2 separate regions of the Ovis aries genome follow, and region 1 is linked to region 2. A link is a contact called in public Hi-C data. All regions are on one chromosome and are shown on one strand. Each heading gives the region's core, a stretch centred on a gene start, on an enhancer-like site or on the middle of the called end of the contact. The rest is flanking DNA. Distances are from core to core; before and after follow the strand shown.

Region 1 (3,447 bases), core at 67-2,566, 39 kb after region 2:
CTGGAGTCGGGGGCTGCTGGGTGGCTCTGTCTGTGCCCCCGCACCCGCTGGTGTGCACCCACACACGCACGCACACACACACACAGCCGTCTGCCACCTTCACCGGTCAGTGCATCCTCTGGGTGGCCCGAAGCCGGGCCCAGGGCTGCGTTCTCCGTGACCCTCAGGGAGCAGCGGGCGGTCCTCTGGTGGCAGGACGGTCGCCTCGCAGACGCAGCAGCGGGGTGTGGGCGGCATTGAGACCAGGAGCCTGTGCCCGAAGGGGTGCAGGGGGCACGCAGGCAGTCCAGCTCGGCCAGGTTAGGCGTGCAGCAGTGCCCCGGGGTGTCGGGAGGGTCACCGGTGCCCCGAGTGGGGGTGGAGGGTGTAAAGACTTGGTGTCTCTCCCGGCGCCTCGGGACACAGCTACCCCAACCCCACCCACCTCCCAGGCCCTCGTTGCAGTCCATCAGGCCGGCCCTTCGTGCAGTGGGCCGCTCGGGCTCACAGCCACAGGGCAGGGGAATGGCCAGGAGGAGATGATGGGGGTCAGGGAGGAGGGCGGGGCTTCCCTGGTGACTGTAAGTGGAGGAGGCTGGGCTCCAGGAGCCCCCTCCCCACGCCTGTGATGTGCCCGCAGGCTGTTCCCAAAGGCTCTGGGACCAGGGTGGAGCCCTGGGCTCTGCATCAGAGCCGAGCTCGGGAGCCCGCATGTTCCGGGGGTGGGGAGCCGGCCGCCTGCTGGTGGAGATGAGCCTGGGCTGCAGGCCATGCTACTGACCATTGGCGGCCATGGGCCAGCGGCTGTTTCTAGTCTGACCCGGTTCCTGGGCCTGGAGGTGGTCCACATCCCCCAAAGCCTCCAGAGGGGCATCCTCCCCGGGGGTGGGCGGACATCGGTTCAGCCCCGTGGCCTACCTGTGCGCCTCCGGCTGTGCGGGTGCACCGTGCTTAGAGCCAGCGGCGGGAGGCAGGTGTGGCGAGCCGTCTCTGGCCCACTGGGAAGGGGTTGTGGGATGCGCTGCCACTCAGATGTGAGCAAGCAGAGCGGGGATTGGGGGCGGTGGCACTGGATCAGGCCACACCGTCAGAGCCCCATGGTATCACTTCGTCCCGCACTGACCCAGCTGTGCTCTCCCTCCAGCAGGCAGAGGGCGGCGGGCACAGCCCGCGTGGTCTCCTCCAGCCAGGTCCGAGCCGTGCCAGCTCCGCCTGTACAACAGCCTGACCCGGAGGAAGGTAGGGGGCTGCGGGTGGTGGGGGTGGCTCTGGAGGACCCCTCGGCTGGCGGGGGAGCGTCCTCCGCAGGGCTGTGTTCGGGAGCACGCGTGCACACCCGTGTGGCACGCCTCCCGGGGCTGCCCTCAGCTTCCTGGCTCTGGGTGTGCGCAGGGCCAGGAGTCTGCATGCCCTCCGGGGACACGTGGTGGCACCTGCGGTCACAGTGCCAGCCGAGTGGGGCCCGTGGCTGTCGGGAGCCCGGCAGGCGTGAGGGCGAAGGCAGGTTGGCCCTGGACTGGCCAGGGCTCGCTCAGCAGGATCAGAGGCTCCAGGGGTTTTGCCCAGGGCTGACGCATTTCTGTGGGCCAGCACCCTGAGCAGATGGGCAGCAGGGTCCCCCTCAGCCAAGCAGAAGTAGTCCCCGCAGCCCCGACGCGGCCCTCTGGACTCTGACCAGACGCTCTCCTTCCTGCGCCTGAGAGCCCTACCCACCCGCTGACCTGGGGCTGGCCCAGGCTGGGGCTGTGGGGCGAGGCAGGCCCCTCTCCAGGGCTGTGTGTCCCCCTGGTTGGGAACAGTGGGCCCTGAACTGACCTGAGACCTTGGGCAGCCGGCTGGAGGCCTCACTCCCTAGGCCGGATCCTCCAGGAGAGTGGGCCTCCGGCAGCTGGGTAAGGAAAGCTCACGTTGTTCTGGGAGCAAGTGCTGGACAGTCAGCACGCTCGGCTCTGGCCTGGCTCACAGCAGGTCCCTGAGGAACGGAGGCTGCTCTCGTTAAAGCAGCAGAATGGGGGCACCCGTCTCCTTGACCCCCGGCCTGTGTCCGTGAGTGGAGTCCTAGGGAGGAGGGGGCCTGCTCCCCGGGCCCCTGGGTCGTGGAGCTCAGGGTCGCGGGTCCAGTGCGGCGCCCCAGCCCCAGCCCGGACCGCGGCTTGCTTCAAGCTACGCGGTCCTGTGAACGTGCGCGAGCCGCTCGTGGCCGGCAGTGGTCCTGCGCCCCTCGTGACGGTCATTCCCTCCTTTCCATCCAAGGACGTGTTTGTGCCGCAAGACGGAAGGAGGGTGACATGGTACTGCTGCGGGCCCACCGTCTACGACGCCTCGCACATGGGGCACGCCAGGTAGGAGCGTCCCCTGCCGAGCGGAGGCGCGGCGCCCAGTCTTCAGGTGGAAGCTTCTCATTCCGCTGATGCTCTATGGGGAAAAGCTAGCGTCCAGGCAACCAAGCAGAAGTAGTCCCCGCAGCCCCGACGCGGCCCTCTGGACTCTGAGCAGACGCTCTCCTTCCTGCGCCTGAGAGCCCTCCCCACCCGCTGCCCTGGGGTCGGCCCAGGCTGGGGCCGTGGGGCGAGGCGGGCCCCTCTCCAGGGCTGTGTGCGGTGCTGCAGGTGGAAAGGCGGGCCCCCCTCCCGCAGTGCGTGCTGTGCCTGTGGAAAGGCGGGCCCCTCTCTCGCACCGCGCGTGCTGTGCGGGTAGAAATGCGGGCCCCTCTCTAGCGCACGCGTGCTGTGCGGGTGGAAAAGCCTGTCTCCCGTCGCTGCAGGTCCTACATCTCCTTCGATATCCTGAGAAGAGTGCTGAGGGATTACTTCAAATTCGACGTCTTCTACTGCATGAACATCACGGACATTGACGATAAGGTGAAGGGAGTTCTTAGCATTAAATTTTAAATACAGAGGATGGCACGGGGGAAGAAACGGTGAGTTAGTAAACCCACGTTGGCTCAGCCAGCTCGGCTCGGTGCACGCTGTTTGAACCCCCGCCCGGCGCCCCCCGCGGGACTTGTATTGCGGTGTATGCGGATGGCGCTTTGTGTTCACCTGCTTTGATGCTGTTGAAAACCCGGGTACATGTGAGCAACCCCAGGGGCGGGGGTGCGGGAGGGTGGGCTCAGGCTGACCCCGCTCAGAAGGGCGAGGGGGAGCCGCGTTCTCGGATGCCGCCTGTAGCAGCTGGGACCCCGCCGCTCTTGGCTCAGGGTCACCCTCTGCGCGGGCACTGGGCACCACCCAGCTGACCCCGCTTCCCTCCTCTGCGCCCAGATCATCAAGAGAGCCCGGCAGAACTACCTGTTCGAGCGGTACCGGGAGACGCAGCCCCAGGCAGTGCAGGTGCTGGAGGACGTGCGAGCCGCCCTGCAGGTGGGTCACTGCCGCTCCGGGTCCCCATGTCCCCCCGTCCACCCCGTCCCCAGCACAGGGGCCGTCGTCAGCGGGCTCCGTGACATGCAGGGTGACGAGGTTCCGT
Region 2 (3,681 bases), core at 532-3,031:
ATGTTAGAAGAATAAGTGGAAAGCATAACACAGTAAAGCAGGCAGACTCTGTTTTGGGGGTAGATGCTTGAGAAAGTCTGCAGGGGGAGTCCCTGAGGCCTGATCCCACCTTTGCATATGTCAGGCCCCTTTCCTCATGACCTTTGCCACGGGCGGGATTCCCCATGCTGGCTCCCGGCAGGGACACAGCCAGAGCGCATGTGCACACCAAGTCCTTAGTGTACATCAGGGCACACCCACTGTGCTGTGCATTCCACAGCTTTAGACAGATGCTTAGGCCACGTTTCCACATTTACAGGGTCACAGAGTAATTCACCACCCGAAGGTCTCTTACAGTTATGTAAATAGATTAATTCACTTATCCATCCCTCCCCCTCCCCCCAACCCCTAGTAACCACTGATCCTTTTACAGGCTCCATCATTTTGCTTTTTCTCAGAACGTCACAGAGTTGGCACTATAACCAAGCAGGACCCTAAGGCCTTCCTAGAACATACCCTCCCCCAGGCACCATGTCCTCTACCTGTTCTCTACGCGGCGCCCTGGGCCACCTGTCTTGTATCCTGGACCTTTCAGGGCAGACTGGGCCACCCAAGTGCAGCCTGACCCTCCAGCCCCTCCACCCCCCGGCCTGTGCACCCTCGGAGTCTCCTCCAGAATTCTCTTCCTGTCCTTGGTAGGCCGAGGATTCATCTAAATCAACAACGAAAAATTACAAGAAATCTGGGTGGGCATAGTCCCAGGGGACCAGTGCCCAGACAGACGGTCACGACGCGCTCCGGTGTCAGGCAGCTTCTCCGAGTGGTGAGGACCTGGACTTGGCCTCTGGGTCCATCAGGTCAGCTCTTGGGCATCTAGATGCTGGTGGTGAAAAGTCTAGAATGATGTGGGGTTCAGAGCTGTGCTTTGCACCCCACAGCCCACTCAGCACCCCCTTCCTGACCCATTGACAGTGGCAGGCCTGCCTCCCAGGGCAGCTGGGCAGGAAGAGGATGGAATGGCGGTCAGGGAGGGTGGAAACTCAGGAGGGCCGGGGCCCAGGGCCACACCCAGAGCAGCAGAAGGAACTTACACCCTCCTCACCCTTCCCCCGCTTGGGGGAAGTGACATCAACTTCTAGTAGAAAGACTTTCTAGCAGACGAGATCCAGGTCTGTTCAGGGCTCAGAGACTCAAGAGCTGGCCGGCCCCTCCTGGAGCACGAGATTCTAGGCGGGGGTGGGGGACGCTGGGGGAGGTGCAGGAGTGAAGGGGCCTGACGCCCCCTGTTAATGTGGTGGGCTCTATCCTGCTCTCCGCAGGAAGGAAGGGTCTCTCTCACCCCCTTGAATCCTCTCATCCATTGCAGGACATCCCACGCACGTGGCTCTAACCAGCAGCTCAGAGGATCGGGGGTCGAGGAGGGAGGGGAGACTGAAGCGACGTTTGCAGCAGCTTCCGATCCCTCGCCAGAGCCGCTGGGGCATCTGGGCCCGAGGGCGCGCGCGCCGCGGGGACCTCCTGGGCTGGGCTTAGGGCTGGGGCCTGGGCCCCCGGGGCCTGCAAAAGGGGGCTGGCGGCGCGGTCAGGGAAGCACAGGCCGATGTACTTGACAGTCCCTCACGCCACCCCGGCGCCCCTCATCCCACCCCCGCGCCCCTCATCCCACCCCCGCGTCGCTTTGGCAGGGCTTCGCGAGAAGCAGAAAGGGCGGTTCTCCAGGACTCCGCGAACCGGAAGCCCGCTCGCGATTGGGCGGCGGCGGCGTCACGCTCCGGAGGGGGCGGTGCTCAGGTCTGCCTTAAATGGGTCGCCGCACGGTCCTCGGCAGCGTTGCCGAGGTCTGGATGCGCGGTGTGTTCTTCTAGCTCGTGCACGCTGTGGTGTTCTTGCTCCTGCTCACGAATCAGGTGGGACGGCAATGGCGGGGCCGGGGCCTGGGCGGCGGGGCTCGCGGTGGGAGGACCCGCGGATCCCGGGAGGACGCTGTGCCGGGGCGCGCGCCCCAGTGAGGCTGGCACCGGCAGGGGGACCCTAGAGGAGAAACTTGGATGAAGCGTGAGTTTCATCAGAAGGGAAACCGGTAACACCCCGCACCCAGATGCCCAGCGGGGAATCTTCCCCGTCCTGAGCCCCATGCCCGGTGCAGCCTGCTGTACCCGCTCTGCCTGCCGGGGGGTGCTGAGGGCGCTGGCGGAGAAACGGCGGGGCGAGGTGGGGGCCGGCGAATGGGCGCGGGGCGGTGGGGGACGAGCGGGCGCCGAGGAGACCGGCGGAGAGGGGAACGGGGGCGCTGGAGAAGGGGGCGCTGCGGGGAAGCCCGGCGGAGAGGGGAACGGGGGGCGCTGGAGGAGAAGGGGACGCTGGGGGGGGTGGGGTGGGGGGGCGGGGCGAAGCGCGGGGGGGGGGGGGGGAAGCGCGGGGGGGGGCGGGGGGGGCGGGGCGAAGCGCGGGGGGGGCGGGGCGAAGCGCGGGGGGGGCGGGGGGCGGGGGGGGCGGGGGGCAGCCCGGGGGCGGGGGCGGGGTGGGGGGGAAAGCCCGGCGGAGGTGAGCGCATGGTTTGCGGTGGAACGGCGTTGAGGCAGCGGAAACCAGACTAGTCAGGACCTCTGCACAGCGAGCAGAAGTTTAAAAGCTCTAGCTTGCGTCTTTTGCGGACTCCATTGTGCTCTGGCCCCAGGGGAGATGCTTCGGTGCCTTTTCTTCTGCCCATTGGCCAGTGATAAATCTTTCTTGGTGAAGTATCTGTTTTAATCTTTTGCTCATTTTCTTAAGTTTTTTTTTTTTCCCTGATTCTTCAGTTTTAAGTACTCTTCATGTGCTTTGGATATAAAGCTTTGATCAGATATACCCTTTTTGAAGGTTTTGTCCGAATTTGTGGCTGGTCTCGTCATTCTCCTAACCGTATCTTCTGTAGAAATTTTCTGTTTTGATGAAACCCAGTTGATCAGTTTGTCCTCTATGACTGTGCTTCCTGTTTTCTCCTAGGTTTTCTTCCAGCAGTGTTTATAGTGAGATCTTTTGTTTAAAAATTTTATGTTTGATTGTGCTCCCCTTGTGACTCAGCTGGTAAAGAATCTGCCTGCAGTGTGGGAGACCTGGGTTTGATTCTTGAGTTGGGAGGATCCCCTGGAGAAGGGAAAGACTACCCACTCCAGTATTCTGGGTTGGAGAATTCCATGGGCTGTATAGTCCATGGGGTCGCATCACTGACTCAATGGACATGAATTTGAGCAAGCTCCAGAAGATGGTGAAGGACAGGGAAGCCTGGCGTGCTGCAGTCCATGGGGTCACAGAGAGTCGGACCTGACTGAGCGACTGAACAACAACAAGGGTCTAGCTCCATTTGTTTGCACACAGGTGTCTGGTTTTCTCAATACCATTTCCTCTAAAGACTGTTCTTTCCCCATGAAATGTTCTTGGCACTCTTGTCAAAAATCACTTGACCACATATGTGAGGGCTTGTTTCGGACTCTGTTCTATTCCAGATATTTGTCTTATGCAAGTATCTAAATGGAAACCCACTCCAGTATCCTTGCCTGGTAAATCCCATGGACAGAGGAGCCTGGTGGGCTACAGTCCATGGGGTCACGGAGTCGGACACGACTTAGCAACTAGCTAACTGTTTGGATTATTGTATCTTTGCAGTAAGTTTCAAAATCAAGAAGTCTAAGTTCTCTAACTTTCTTTTTTTTCAAGACCCTT

Evidence for each region. Hi-C and Micro-C count contacts between places; a contact is called where the count stands out from the background.
Region 1: a Hi-C map of liver shows a contact between it and region 2, with 2.6 times the contacts expected there. The contact joins the enhancer-like site here to the promoter of LOC105605978 in region 2. A contact is called at or near these places in 12 of 16 Hi-C or Micro-C datasets (blood, hypothalamus, liver and 4 more).

The regions. Positions count from the first base shown.
Region 1 is chr21:44,960,050-44,963,496 of ARS-UI_Ramb_v3.0, forward strand. CARS1 (cysteinyl-tRNA synthetase 1) reads left to right here. Exons shown (of 22, transcript XM_027959344.2): 2 at 1,124-1,218; 3 at 2,233-2,321; 4 at 2,744-2,840; 5 at 3,243-3,341. Among named protein-coding and RNA genes, the nearest start is that of CARS1, 11 kb to the left of the region's middle. Within about 2 kb of position 1,317, at least 9 of the 54 cell types and tissues checked have an H3K27ac peak or open chromatin away from gene starts, as enhancers often do.
Region 2 is chr21:44,920,527-44,924,207 of ARS-UI_Ramb_v3.0, forward strand. It overlaps LOC105605978 (tumor necrosis factor receptor superfamily member 26-like), which reads left to right and starts at 1,782. Exons shown (of 10, transcript XM_042237964.2): 1 at 1,782-1,796; 2 at 1,845-1,886. The coding sequence starts at 1,782. LOC121817504 (a long non-coding RNA gene) reads right to left here and starts at 1,696. Exons shown (of 2, transcript XR_006057452.2): 1 at 1,319-1,696; 2 at 1-859.